Regions from separate parts of the Mus musculus genome. Here region 1 is linked to region 2. The links are chromatin contacts, called in public Hi-C maps. All regions are on one chromosome and are shown on one strand. The core of a region is the stretch at or near the end of the contact, and the rest is flanking DNA. Distances in the headings are between cores, read along the strand shown.

Region 1 (6,873 bases), core at 4,327-6,826, 62 kb after region 2:
TCCAGCATCATGTCTACTTGGATGCTGCCATGCTTCCTGTCATGATGATAACAGACTAAACCTCTGAAATGGTAAGCCAGCCCCAATGAAATGGTTGCCTTTATAAGAGTTTCCATGGTAATTGTGTCTTTTCACAGCAATGGGAACCCTAAGACACAGACTCTTCTCCAAACAAGGATGCTAAAGGTCAGCTGAGATCGGAGGGACAAATATATTCTTCTCTTTAAGAGGAAAACTCTGTTGTCTGGTCTGAGTCGGTATTATTATTTGTGGTAGTTTAAATATGCTTGGCCCAGGGAGTGGCATTATTAGGAGGTGTGGCCTTGGTAGAGGAGGTGTGGCCTTGGTGGAGGAGGTGTGGCCTTGGTGGAGGAGGTGTGTCACTGTGGGGCTAGGCTTTGAGACCCTCCTCCTAGCTGCCTGAGGACAAGTCTGCTCCTGACTTCCCTTGGATGAAGATGTAGAATTCTCAGCTCCTCTAGTGCCATGCCTGCCTGGATGCTGCTGTGCTTCCTGCCTTGATAATGGACTGAAACACTGAAGCTGTAAGCCAGCCCCAATTAAATGTCATCCTTTAGAAGAGTTGCCTTGGTCACAGCTATAAAACCCAAACTAAGACATTTTATTGCTGTTGTTGTTCTTATTGTTATTATGGTTCAGAGTCATTACTATTGTTGTTGTTGTTCAGGGTCTATGTTTTCCTGGCCTGGAACTTGTTATATAGACCAGGCTAGCTTCAAACTCCCAGGGGCTATCATGCAAGAATTCACAAGAACTGTACCACGATACCCAGTAGGGCTGGTGTTCTTAGGAATGCTCTACAGCACTGATCTTACCCAAGTCCATGGTGTGTACATCTGAGAAACTTTGGTTTGGATTTGCTCCCCCGACAATGAAGATCTTCCCGCTCTCGGCATCACCAACTGGGGGGAAATATGAGCAGCTGTGGCCAACTCGAGGGCAGGGCCTGTCTCCAGGGCAAGTCAAAGTGTACCTGCCAAAGGGAAGGCATGCTCAGGAGGCCGTGCGAGAATGTTCTTCCATTCCTCACAAAGGATGAAAGGCCTGGCACACATACTCACGCTTTAGGATATAATTACTATCATATGTGAGCAAGTGCCTGTGTTCAAGTGTGGGCTTCAGTGCTTTCTAGATGGGAGGCATTAGGGTAGTCACCTCACCTATTCGAACCTCAGTTTTCTCTACTCTAAAGCCAGGGTTACTATAGTTCTCACCTTCAAAGGGGGGTGTGATGACTCAGACAGAGCCTGGGAGGGTGCGGGGATAGATAGGGCACTATCGAATTCACAGGGACACCCTGGCCAACAGCCAACGATGTCTCCCTCCAGAATACACGGATTAAGCCTCATAATTGTAAAAAATCCACTAAAAGACTTCCCAGGCTTGGATCCTCCATCAAATCTAGGAACTTACGTCTAGGATTCAGACTACAGTACAGGGCCAGAACATTCACCGCTACATTTATTTTGATGGTTAGTGGGGGGGGGGGGGGGGAAGTATTCCAAACTTTCTGATTGGAAAGAAACAAAAAATTAGTTTCTGACAGTGTCTCTTACAGTCTAGGGTGGCCTTAGATTTCCAGGTAGCCCAGGATGACCTTAAATCCCTGATAGTCCTGCCCCTATCTCCCAAGTGTGGGGCTATAGGTGTGGGCCAGGGCACACAGTGAACATGGATATATCCTGACTCCAGCTCCTGTCTTGCTTGACCTCTCTGATGTTGGTGCTCCTGAACGTCCCACTTTCCTTCACCTTTTCCAGAACCTAGATTCTCCGCACCTCTTCCTCCGGGTGTGTACTTCCCTCTGACAGCTGTTTCCTTTCCTCTCTGACGTGTCTCCCACCAGCCCCCTCAGAACTGTCAGTATCCTAGGAATCCCTTTCCCTCTGCCTTTTTGCTTTTCTGATTCATCTGTCCTGGTGGTTTCTATGGACACCCATCTCCATCCCTATCAGTGATTACAGGATCTCTCATTCTTGTCCGGATCTGTCCTGCATGTGGATTTGTGTTCATGAATACCCCTTCTTTGTTTTCACAGTCAAAGAAAAGTTTTAACATAAAAGTTCTTTCTGTCTTTATTGTTTTCTGGAGAGCATCTTACTCCATCATCCAGGCTAGCCTTGGATTCTCAGCAATCCACCTGAATACTTGATAGTCCGTCTCAAAACAAAACAAAGCTAATCTTGGTGGCCATGCCTGTGATCCCAGCACTTGGGAGGCTAGGAAACGAGGATTGCTCAAAATTCGGAGCCAACCTGGGCTACATGAGAATCTGTCTCAACAACAAATCAAACAGCAAAATAAATAAATAAAGACATCTGAAGTTGGATGGACAGGTACATACAGGATATGCAGGGCCTCGTTTAAGGTTCCTGCTTTGTCGTATTGTTCAGGGAGAGGGATGGAACTATTCATACTAAGCAGAGCTCTATAACCAAGCTACATTGCCAGTTCTCTATTGGGTTTTACCCCGGAGCATGTCTCCAGAGCACGTGTGATGGCTCTGGAGCAAGGTAATTGTGGGAAGTGGGCATGGAGGCTCAGTTGGAGTCAGTGGGACCTTGTCCACCCTTCTGGGATCCCCTCAGTGCAGGTCACACTCCATCACTTGCTCTGCCTCTAGCTTCAATACATAGGGACCATTTGCCTTAGGGCTTCGGAGCTTTTACAGTCTCATCACTGTTAGTCGCTATGAGTTGCTGAATGAAGGGTTTAACAAAAGCCAAATAATCCAAATTCCCTAAAGTCTCAGCTTAGAGGAGGACCTGAGGGATGGAGCTGAGGATGCCAGATGGCCAGTGCTTTATTCTTCCTGGTAAACAGATTTTAATAAAATTAACAGCTGCTCTTTGATAATTATTTCCCCTCTATCTTTCCTCTGAAGATCTTCCCAGACAGTTTCAGTCTCATTACCACAGTTTCATGACTACCTCTTTGCAGTGATAATCAGATGTGTTAGCAAACTACATGAAACAAAAACTCAAGTTCTTATATGCATCTGAATCCTTCCTTACAGACCATGTGGCTTTCCTGGGCTTGTCTCCAGGCTCCAAGATGGGCAGCTGCTTCATGATGCCCTGTGCAGAAGAGAGGAAGGGAGTGTTCAGACATCTTCCCACAAGACAACAAACCCAACCACACCCCTCTCAAACCTTTCTTATTGGATTGTGGAGGAGCTCAGTGGTAGAGCATTTGCCCAGGATGAGAAAGGCCCCAGGTTGAAACCAGGAAGAAAAACAACAAAACAAAACAAACACCCCAAATCTCTGAGGTTGAATGTACGAAGTTCAAAGGCCTGACAAATCTGAATCAACGTTACCACACTTCTGAGATAATTCTTTCTTGTTCAGAAACAAGTAGCCCAGGCTGACTTCCAACTCTGGGCAACTCTCCTGCCTAATTCTCCTCAGTACTGTAACCACTATATCCAGCTGCCCCCCCCCCACCCCCCGGCCCCCAGTGATAATCCAGGGCTTTATGCATGCTAGGTAAGTGTCTATCTTGAGTTACATTCCAGCTGTTGACACAACATAGCTTTTGAAGTTTCTCAGCTAATGTTTTCCTTCTGTCTGTAAGGCTCATAAGGGATGAACATACATCAAACTGTCAGAGGCCTTAAGATCTTTATTAAGATAAAACAGGTTAGCCAGGTGGTAGTGGCACACACTTTTAGTACCAGCACCCAGGAGGCAGAGGCAGGAGGATCTCTGAAGTTTGAGGCCAGCCTGGTCTACAGAGTGAGTTCCAGGACAGCCAGGACTATCCAGGAAAACCGTGTCTTGAAAAGCAAAAACAAAAACAACAAACAAAACCCGAAAGAACCACCTCCAAAATAAAGAACTCACAGGGTGTCAAGGAAGGCAGCCATGCAGCGGGTGCAAATCAGAACATATGAAAACGGCATAATGAGACATGTTGTTTTATAGGCTAACTTAAAAATTGGATTTAAACTTTTTTTTTTTGAGAGCCAGGCATAGTGGTGCACACCTTTAATCCCAGCACCGGTGAGGCAGAGGTGGGGGCATGTGGTCTCTGTGATTTCTATGCCTGCCTAGTCTACATAGTGAGTTCTAGGACATCTAGGGCTAACCCTGCCTCACCTTGGCCCTAGCATGCCATAGAAACCAAGTTTTCTGGTCTCTATCTTTTTGCTGTTATTTTCGGACAGGATCTCACTCTGTGGCTTTTTGGGGCCTTGCCTGCAATACTGGGCTTTCTGTTGCTCCTCTGACTTTCATAACTTGCACTGCCTCACCCAGTGGGAATTTAATAAAATTAACAAGCATTCTGTGGTAATTACTGCCGCCCCTATCTTTCCTTCCTGTAAATTTTCACACTGCTAGTGGATATTTAAAGCCAGTTTCAAGGAGTTGGCATGGCTCTGTGGTAGAGTGTCTGTTTAGCATGGGCAAAGCTCTGGGTTCAAGTCCCAGAAAATTTCAAAGGTTATTTAAAGAGATTACCCCTTTCCAGTCTCTCAAGTTACTGCTCCTGCCTCAGGGATTAGCAATATACATCACATACACCCTCGGCAGGAAGGCTTAATCAGGACTTGGGTTTAGACCACAATATATATGACTGTATCCATTTAACCACCATATTACAGGAGTCATTCTGAACGTAATTATCTTTTCTTTTAAACTCATTACTCATTTAGAGACACGGTCTTATGTACCTTAGGCTAGCCCCCACTCATTATGTAGCCAAGGATGACCCTGAACTTCTGCTTCTCTTGCTGCCACCTCCCAAAAGCTGGAATTACAGGCAAACACCACCATACCTTTTTATGCCTTCTGGAGATCAAACCCAGGGCTAAGTTCTCGATAGGCAGGCAGTCTACCAATTGAACTACACCCTTACATCCCTGAATGTAACTATCTATTTAAAAGTCTGTAATCGGCCAGGCATGGTGGTGCACTACATGGCACTAGAGAGGCTTGAGGCAGCAGAGGCCAGCTTGAGCTACACAGTGAGACTTGTCTCAAAATAAAAGTAACAGAAAAGTATCGAAACTAGATTCCAAAATGTTAGCATGTCCGGCCTTCTGATTCATTCCGATAACTTACCAATGGACCTGCAGAGTGTAGAAGTGAAGGACAAACGAATGAAGAAAGGGAATTAAAGGAGAGTTGGGCCGATGAGGCCCACAAGCGGGCTAGGCTAATGACCACAGGGTCAGCCCAGAGCTTAGAGGGGCCGGCGTGGCGGGGACTCTCCTAGCCACCTCCTTTGCGTCCCCTCTGCCGGCCACATCTCCGCGCGAAAGAAGTCGGGGTCAGGGAGAAATGGCTGCCAGCTTTCCCCAAAACTGACCGGCCGGAGACCATGGGTACTACCCCTCCCACCCAGTTCAAGCCTACTGCCTTAAGAGACCTCCAGCCCAGCACCTATTACCTGCCGCAGCCCCCGCATGTCCTGGACGTGGCTCCACCCATGGGGCGGAGCTTAGGAGCCCGTCCTCTTCCCCAGTCCCGGAAGCGCGTCCAGGCCAACCGCTCTACGCCTCCGGGTCTCCGGGACTACGCGCCAAACTTAGTCAGGGCCTCCCGGAACTCTGCGTACTGGTTGGCATCCGGTCCATAACTCCAATTTCGGGTCCCGACGGAGTTTGTTACAGCAGTCCTTAGTAGTGACTTCTGAAGGGGAAGGATGGGTTGGAACTCACGTAAGCCAGGCTGACCTTGAATTCTGCTTCAGGCTCCCGAGTGAGATTTCCTGCATGCCATAGGATGCTAGGTTTTGCCTGTGCAGGTTTGAGGTTGGTTCAAACTGTGGATCCTAAAGCGGGTTATTTCCATAATCGCTGTTTGTGGTTACAGCACGTTCCAGACCACAGGCCCTGGGCTTTCCGGGAGCTCACAGGCTGAGCAGAGAGATTAAACACGAAGGACAACTAGGAGGTCCTATTGTAAACGCTGAAGAATAAAAAGTTCATTGACACTGTATGTTCTTGGGGAAAGTTATTAATACTTTTGGTGTCTTCTCTCAGCGACACACAAATTTTAAGATTTCCATAGAGGTTGTAGTCGGGAATTTTTATGGAGGCCCAGAGCTGGTCCTTTGTAAAAGCCGTGATTATTTTTATCTAGACACAAACTACCTCTGTTGACAGCTTCATCTGCATCCTCTCTGATCTATGTCCTAGCTATAGGTGCCCCGTGACTTTCCTAAAACAAAGATAGCTCGCCTATGTGCCTATGTGTGAACAGAGTACCATACTCTGAGCTCACTAACTTCCCTCAGAACTCAAGACAGCCTAGAAACAGAAGTAGTGTGTCTTTAGTGGGAGAGGGAAGACAGACTGGCTTCAAACAAGCTCCCGCACTAAATGGGAAATGTCTGACGAGTCTGCTCCTCTCTGAACCCTAGTTTACTCATAGATAGAATGGGAATAGCAATATCGGAACACAGCTGTCTAGAGAATTTACTAGTGCAAGTAAAAGAAAAACTTGGGTTTTAATTTTGAGACAGGGTCTCATGCAGTCCAGGCTTGCCTCCCATCTCACTGTATACCTGAGGATGGTCTTGAACTCCTGATTCTGCTGCCTCCACCATACAAATGCTGTGATTTACAGAAAAGATTTACAATGCTCCCACTCCAATTTATTTATTTAGTTACTTGAAAATATAACCAAAATTCATGGACAAAGTAAAATTGGGCTACAGCTCTCTTCACAACTTTGCCATTATATTTCCAATACCTGAGTCTTTGTGATTGCCTGTAATTATCAGAAAGCTCCCATAGACTGCCAAAGAATTTAGAGGTATGCACTCACTCTGCTTTCTTTTTTTTTTTTTTTTAAGATTTATTTATTATATGTAAGTACACTGTAGCTGTCTTCAGGCACACCA
Region 2 (6,521 bases), core at 2,581-5,080:
TCAGGCTCCTGTCAGCATGCACTTGTTGGTATCCACAATAGTGTCTGAGTTTGGGAACTGTATATGGGATGGATCCTCAGGTAAGACAGTCACTGGATGGCCTTTCCTTCAGTTTCTGCTCCAAACTTTGTCTCTGTATCTTCTCCCATGGGAATTTTGATCCCCCTTCTAAGAAGGACCAAAGTATCCACACTATGGTTTTCCTTCTTCTTGAGCTTCAATTCATGTGGTCTGTGAATTGTACCTTGGGTATTCCAAACTTCTGGGCTAATATCCACTTATCAGTGAGTACATACCTCATAAGCATAAGCTCACCTTTGGGTAGACTCAGAAAAGGTTGACCTCTCAGAACAGAATAGTGCTTTGCAGAGTCTGAGATAGCAGAGACAAAAGGAATTAGGAAACCTTACAGTTATGAGGAATAAATGAGATCTACTTTATATTCACAGTAACTACGGTTAATGACAATTGGTTGAATTCTTGATTGTATTCTTACTCCCCCTCACACAGTCCCTTTCTGAGATAAGGTTTCCTATTGCCCAGGATATCTAAATGTAGCCTCACTAGGTAGGTAAAAATAATCACCACACTCAATGACACCACACACAGATACACACACACACACACACACACACACATACACACACAGAGAGAGAATTAAAGATGTTCATATTTGTTATTTTTGATTTCTTAGAACATATTTCAAAGGCCCTTAGCTTAAAATTCAAAATCAGTCTTACCTCAGCACACCTATCCAATACTATTTTACACTATTACATTATTTGTTTACTTACTAGTGCATATGCATATGTGTGTGTGCACACAGCATGGTGCGCTTGTGCAAGGAAGAGAGCAACATTCAAGACCTGGTTCTCTCTTCTCACTGTAGAATCCAGAGACTGGCTGATCTCAGATTTGCAGTGTGAGTACTTTTACAAAAACCAAGACCTCATTTCTACTGTCCTGTGTTTTCATAGCTTCTTATCTACATGCTTTAATTTCCATAGCCTGGCCCAAAGAACCTTTGCAATCTTATACATTGCCTAGTGATAAACCTCTCCTCTGGACTGAAGAACTAATTATATCACTGTCTTGGAACTGACCGTGTGCTTTGCTTTTGCTTCATCTTCTTTTTCTTTTTTGGTTTTTCGAGACAGGGTTTCTCTGAGTAGCCCTGGCTGTCCTGGAACTCACTTTGTAAAAGACAAGCTGGCCTCAAACACAGAGAGATCCACTTGCCACCGCCTCCCGAGTGCTAGGATTAAAGGAATACACTGTATTTTCATCTTTTGCCATCTACCTCCTGGGTTTCCAGCAAAATAAAAGTCCTTCAAAATCTGAGAGCCTCTGATAGACCCATTTATCACCAGTTCCAGATACCAGAGAAAACACAAATCATTTTCAAATCATCTTTGCTAGTATTTACTTCCCCACAAATCACTCTGAAGAAGAGCACAAGTGCCATCAAACCACTGGCACCATCTGGGCATGATGGTGTGTGCCTGCGCTGCTAGCACTAGAGTCTTAAGAGGACCACTGCAAGTTCTAGGCCAGCCTGGACTACTAGTGAGCTTCAGGCCAGCCAGAGCTACCAAAAAAAAAAAAAAAAAAAAAGACCCTGTCTCAAACAACAGTAACAATAATATTGTAATAATCAGGATTCAGCCATAATAAACCATAGCAAATACATATTTTCCCTAAAGTTTGCATGTATTTTCTAAATTAGTTAATTCCATTTTGAAAGGGTCAAAAACTACTCTCTGACCACTTAAATTCAACAGCACTTACCACATTTTTATATAAAATCAAACTGAGGAATAATTTAAGCTTTTCAACTCATATGGTTAAAACACCTCTTAAGAAGTCATGATGATGGCATACACCTTTAATCCCAGCACTCGGAAGGCAGAGGCAGGTGGATCTATGTGAGTTCGGGGCCAGTCTAGGCTACAGAATTAGTTCCAGGGCTACACAGAGAAACACTGTCTTGAAAAACAAAAAACAAACAAAACAAAAAACAAACAAACAAGCCCTGAAAACAAACCATCACTTAGGCCAGCTAGAAATAAGGCATGCTGTTTCAGCATCACTTCTCATAAAGGTTGGTTTGGGTTTGTTTTTGAGATTTTTTTTTTAATTAAGTTTGTTCTTTGATAATTTCATACACGTAGATAATGTAATAATCACTGTTCCCTGGCCCTATTATCCTCGACCCCTATGAATAACCCTTCCCACCCTACCACTCCCTTTCCCAGGCTCATAACTTGTGGTTTTATGTCCCATTTAATTTAACTTACTAAAGACTTTTAAAATCCATTTATGCCTGGCATGGTGGCACATACCTTTGATCCCACACTCAGGAGGTAGAAGCAAGCAAATGCAAGGCCAGCCTGGTCTGCATAGAGCATTCCAGGTCTGTTAATTAGGGCAACACATCTCAAAAAGAAGTTTATTATTATTGTGTATTGGTGGAGGGACACATGCCACAGTATCCATATGCGTCAGAGAACAAATCTGTAGCCATCTCTTTCATCTTACATCAAACTCAGATTGCCAGATTTGCAAGGTCAGCACTTTTTTACCTGCTGAGCCATTTCTCCAGCCCCAGACTCTAAAACTGTTAAAGATTTGTTTTTAACTTTCTGTATATGAGCATGGGTGCAGTGCCCAGAGACCAGATTAGGGCAGAGGATCCCCTGCAGCTAGAGTCACAGCTTAGTCACCCAGTATGGGTGCTGGGGATCAAACACAGATCTGCAGGAGCAGCACATGCTCTTACCCACTGAGCCACCTCTACATCCCCTTAGTAAGATTTTATGAAACATAGCTATGCCATCTAGTCATGTTGTCTACAACTGGTTTCATATTAAGAAGGCAGGGGGAAATAATAACCAGTCTTCTACAGTCTATTTGGCCCCTACAGAGAGACTGCCAACCTCTAATAAGTAAGTTTATCTCTTCTAAGTTTATTATTATTGTATATTGGTGGAGGGACACATGCCACAGTATCCATATGCGTCAGAGGATATGCATGGAGAGGAAGCACAAACCTGATAAAGTATAATTTTTGAGCTACACTAGAAAACTACACTAGACGTTCCAAGGAGAATACATCTAGTACAAGTGTCAACAGTTAACAGGACACAATGACACACAACTATAATCCCAGCACTGAGGAGGTAAAGGCTAGAAGATCGAAAGTTCAAGGTCAAATACAATGCAAATTTGAGAGCAGTGAGGGCTTAAGACTCTCAAAAAATATAAATTACCCCAAAATAACATTTTGGGATAGAATAATATTTCACACTTTATAAGAATCTCTAATTAAAAGCACCCCAATTTATAATAATGCATCTACTAATTTTAAACTGTAAGGCAGCATTTAGAGTTCAAATCAATAGCCTATTCCCTAGGTTAATCGTAGGTTCTTTCTGTGTCTTCCTCCCATGCTCTCTTCTCTCTGAGGAACAGAGGACTGCAATGCAATCCTACTGTTGACAGGATCCTCCTTGTAACTTATAATGTACCAGGTTCACAAATTATATTTGTACTTGCCAGGCATTCTACCACCAAACTACATCCTTGGCCCAAACACTATCCCTTTATTAACATTTTGAGAGTGAACATTAAACCAAATCCAATGTATTCATTTACTATAGAGGACACTTTAGTAGTCAATAAAGTGGAGAGGAAACTAAAACTGGAGTAGGTCTGATGACTACCACTGAAGACTGGCCACTTACAACCATGGTGGTGCACACCTTTAAGCCCTGCACTCAAGAGGCAGAGGCAGGCCAACTTCTGAGTTTGAAGCAGGCTTGGTCTACAAAGCAAGTCCAAGGCCAGCCAGGACGCTGTCACAAAAACAAACAAACCAAAACCATGTTGGCCTCTGACACCTTCTGCCATGTGATCTGTGACCTCTGACATCTAGTGTCATATGACCTGAAGTTAAGATGATGTCCCACACAGAAAACTGAGAGAACTGTAAATCATAAGTAGAAATGTAGTATGTTGTTAATAAAGTCAGTAAAAGCCAGTGTAGGCTTTAATTACTTCCCTACTACAATTAAGATAGCCTCCATCTCCATTACATGGCAGAATGGATGAAAATTAAATCTTTTAGCCAGGTTTGGTGGCACACATCTTTAACCCCTGCACTTGGGAGTCAGAGGCAGGTAGATCTCTGATTTTGAGGCCAGCCTGGTCTACAGAGTAATTTCCAGGACAACCAGGGCTACACAGAGAAACTCTTTTTTTTTTGGGGGGGGGGACAATTTAACATTTGAGAAAGTGGAAAATATCAAGGTTATGTACATGGTTTGTTCGTTTTTCTTTTGAGGTGGTTTACTAGGTAGCCATGTAGACCACCAGGTTGACCTTGTTCACCATTTTCCAGTGCTGGAATTAAAGTGCCACTGTACCTGAGTAAAATCAAGGTTATTATTAAGGAGATGTGACAGACTGTTTGCTAATATGGGACCTACGCTTATTTGGTTTTGTTTGTGAGTTTTTTGAAGACAGTGAAGAGAGTTTTTTCAAAAGAGGATGGCCTCAAACTTTCTACAAAGCTGAGGATGGCTTTGAGATGTCTGATCTTCCTGCATCCACCTCCCTGGTGCCCTAGACACAGACCACCATGTCCTGGGGTCGTGTGCATTCTAGGAAGCATTCCGTCAGCTGAGCCATCACTAGCTCCAAAGACTCAAAACTTGCAAAGCATTTAAAGTGAGATCAAGGGGACTGGAGAGGTGGCTCAGCGGTTAGGAGCACTGACTGTTCCTCTGAAGATCCTGAGTTCAAATCCCAGCAACCACATGGTGGCTCACAACCATCTGTAATGAGATCCCTTGTTTTTGTGAGAGAGTTTTGCTATACATTCCAGCCTGACATTGAACTTTACTATTTAGGCCAAGTTGGCCTCCAACTTACTGCAGTCCTCCTGCCTCAGTTTCCTGAATGCTAGGATACAGGTGTGAACCTGGCAAAACTTTGGTTTGTTTTTGTTTTATTTTTCAAGACATTTTGTTTTTCTCCGTATAATCCTGGCTATCCTGGAACTCACTCTGTAGACCAGACTGGCCTCAAACTCAGAGATCTGCCCCCCCAAGGTCTGGTATTAAAGAAGTGAACCACCACTACCTGGCAAGAATTTTTAATCACATAAGTAATATATTTTTACATTCAAGCATTCAGTTCAGTAAAATAATATAATCTTGAGAAAAGTATTAATGCTGTAATGTATCATAATCTCTGTCAACTACTCCCTAGAAAAGGCAACAACTAGCCTATGACGTTCTAGAACACACTAACATTCTGTAACACACAATAATATTTTTTTCTTTTAGTTTCTGAGATTAGAAAAACAAAATACAAAACATTTCATTATACAAATTTGCACTAGTTTCATATGTGGAGCAAGGTAAATATATTTCCTAAGCAGAACTATTTAAGAAACACCAGGGTTTTGGTTTTTTTTGTTTTGTTTTGTTTTTTGTTTTTTTGTTTTTTTTTTTTTTTTGGTTGGTTGTTTGGTTTTGTTTTTTTCAGATCTTGCAGACCAAGAGATTGAATCCATGACCTCCCTCCCAAGTGACAAACACTACACCTAAGCAATACACTCAGCCCTGAAAAGCCAGCTTTTATGTTAACTATCACCCACAGCAAACCTTATCTTAAGGTACCAGAAGTTATAGCTAAGCCAAACATGTTGGTACAAACCAGTAATTCTAGCATTCAGGAGGCTGAAGCAGATGAATCCCAAGTTTGAAACTAGCCTAGGCTATAGAAACCCTATTTGAAATAACTAGGGTCTTGACTAGGGATGCACCATAGTAGTAAAATGTTTGTCTGGGTTCAGTCCCCATCAATGAACATATATAAAGCTAGGTCTGTAGAGGTAACACAACAGTTAAGAGCCCTAGTTATTCTGGCATACGACCTTGTTTATAGTCCTAGCCACCACAAGGTGGTATACAACCATGTTAATTTCAGTTTCAGGGGATCCAACTCCCTTTTCTGACCTCCACAGGCACCAGACATATGTGGGTATTCATACATACATGCAGCAAAACATCCATACATATAAAATAAGAAAGATTAAAAAAAAAGAAAGGGAGAGAAAGGGCAATAGCCAGTGGCTTATACATATAATACCAGCATTTGGGGTTTGGGGGAGCTGATATAAAAGAGTTGTAGCAAGTTCAAAGCCAGCCTGAGCTGTACAGTAAGTTAGACCAAACTAGGCTACAGTGACAATGTGTCTACCTGGAGAGAGACAGAGATAGAGACAATGTAGAATGACTGTGGTTGAACAGTTTCAACTGACTAGAGGTAATAAGTACACGGGTGTTAGGAAATATTAGTAGCTAGCATTTCAAGCTTGCACTCTGCATCACCTGAGTGCCTAAATACTCCAATTTCATCCATGAAATACTATGTATGACTTTTGCTTTGTTTTAGTTTGACACTAGAAGCTGAACCTATACCCATATGCATGCTAAGCATGTACTCCACCAACA

Evidence for each region. Hi-C and Micro-C count contacts between places; a contact is called where the count stands out from the background.
Region 1: a contact with region 2 is called in a Hi-C map of liver, with 2.0 times the contacts expected there. The contact joins the promoter of Rabepk here to the enhancer-like site in region 2. A contact is called at or near these places in 1 of 39 promoter capture datasets (macrophages), 1 of 484 Hi-C or Micro-C datasets (liver), 2 of 115 datasets of contacts at active chromatin or transcription factors (both in embryonic stem cells) and 3 of 9 other capture datasets (adipose tissue, liver and pancreatic islet).

What each region holds. Positions count from the first base shown.
Region 1 is chr2:34,794,336-34,801,208 of GRCm38.p6, forward strand. It overlaps Rabepk (Rab9 effector protein with kelch motifs), which reads right to left and starts at 5,577. Exons shown (of 8, transcript NM_145522.4): 1 at 5,416-5,577; 2 at 3,040-3,098; 3 at 837-994. The coding sequence starts at 5,433.
Region 2 is chr2:34,734,236-34,740,756 of GRCm38.p6, forward strand. All of the region lies in intron 2 of Gapvd1 (GTPase activating protein and VPS9 domains 1), which reads right to left. Among named protein-coding and RNA genes, the nearest start is that of Gapvd1, 18 kb to the right of the region's middle. Within about 2 kb of position 3,831, at least 14 of the 459 cell types and tissues checked have an H3K27ac peak or open chromatin away from gene starts, as enhancers often do. A contact at or near this core is called in liver, where this site is marked.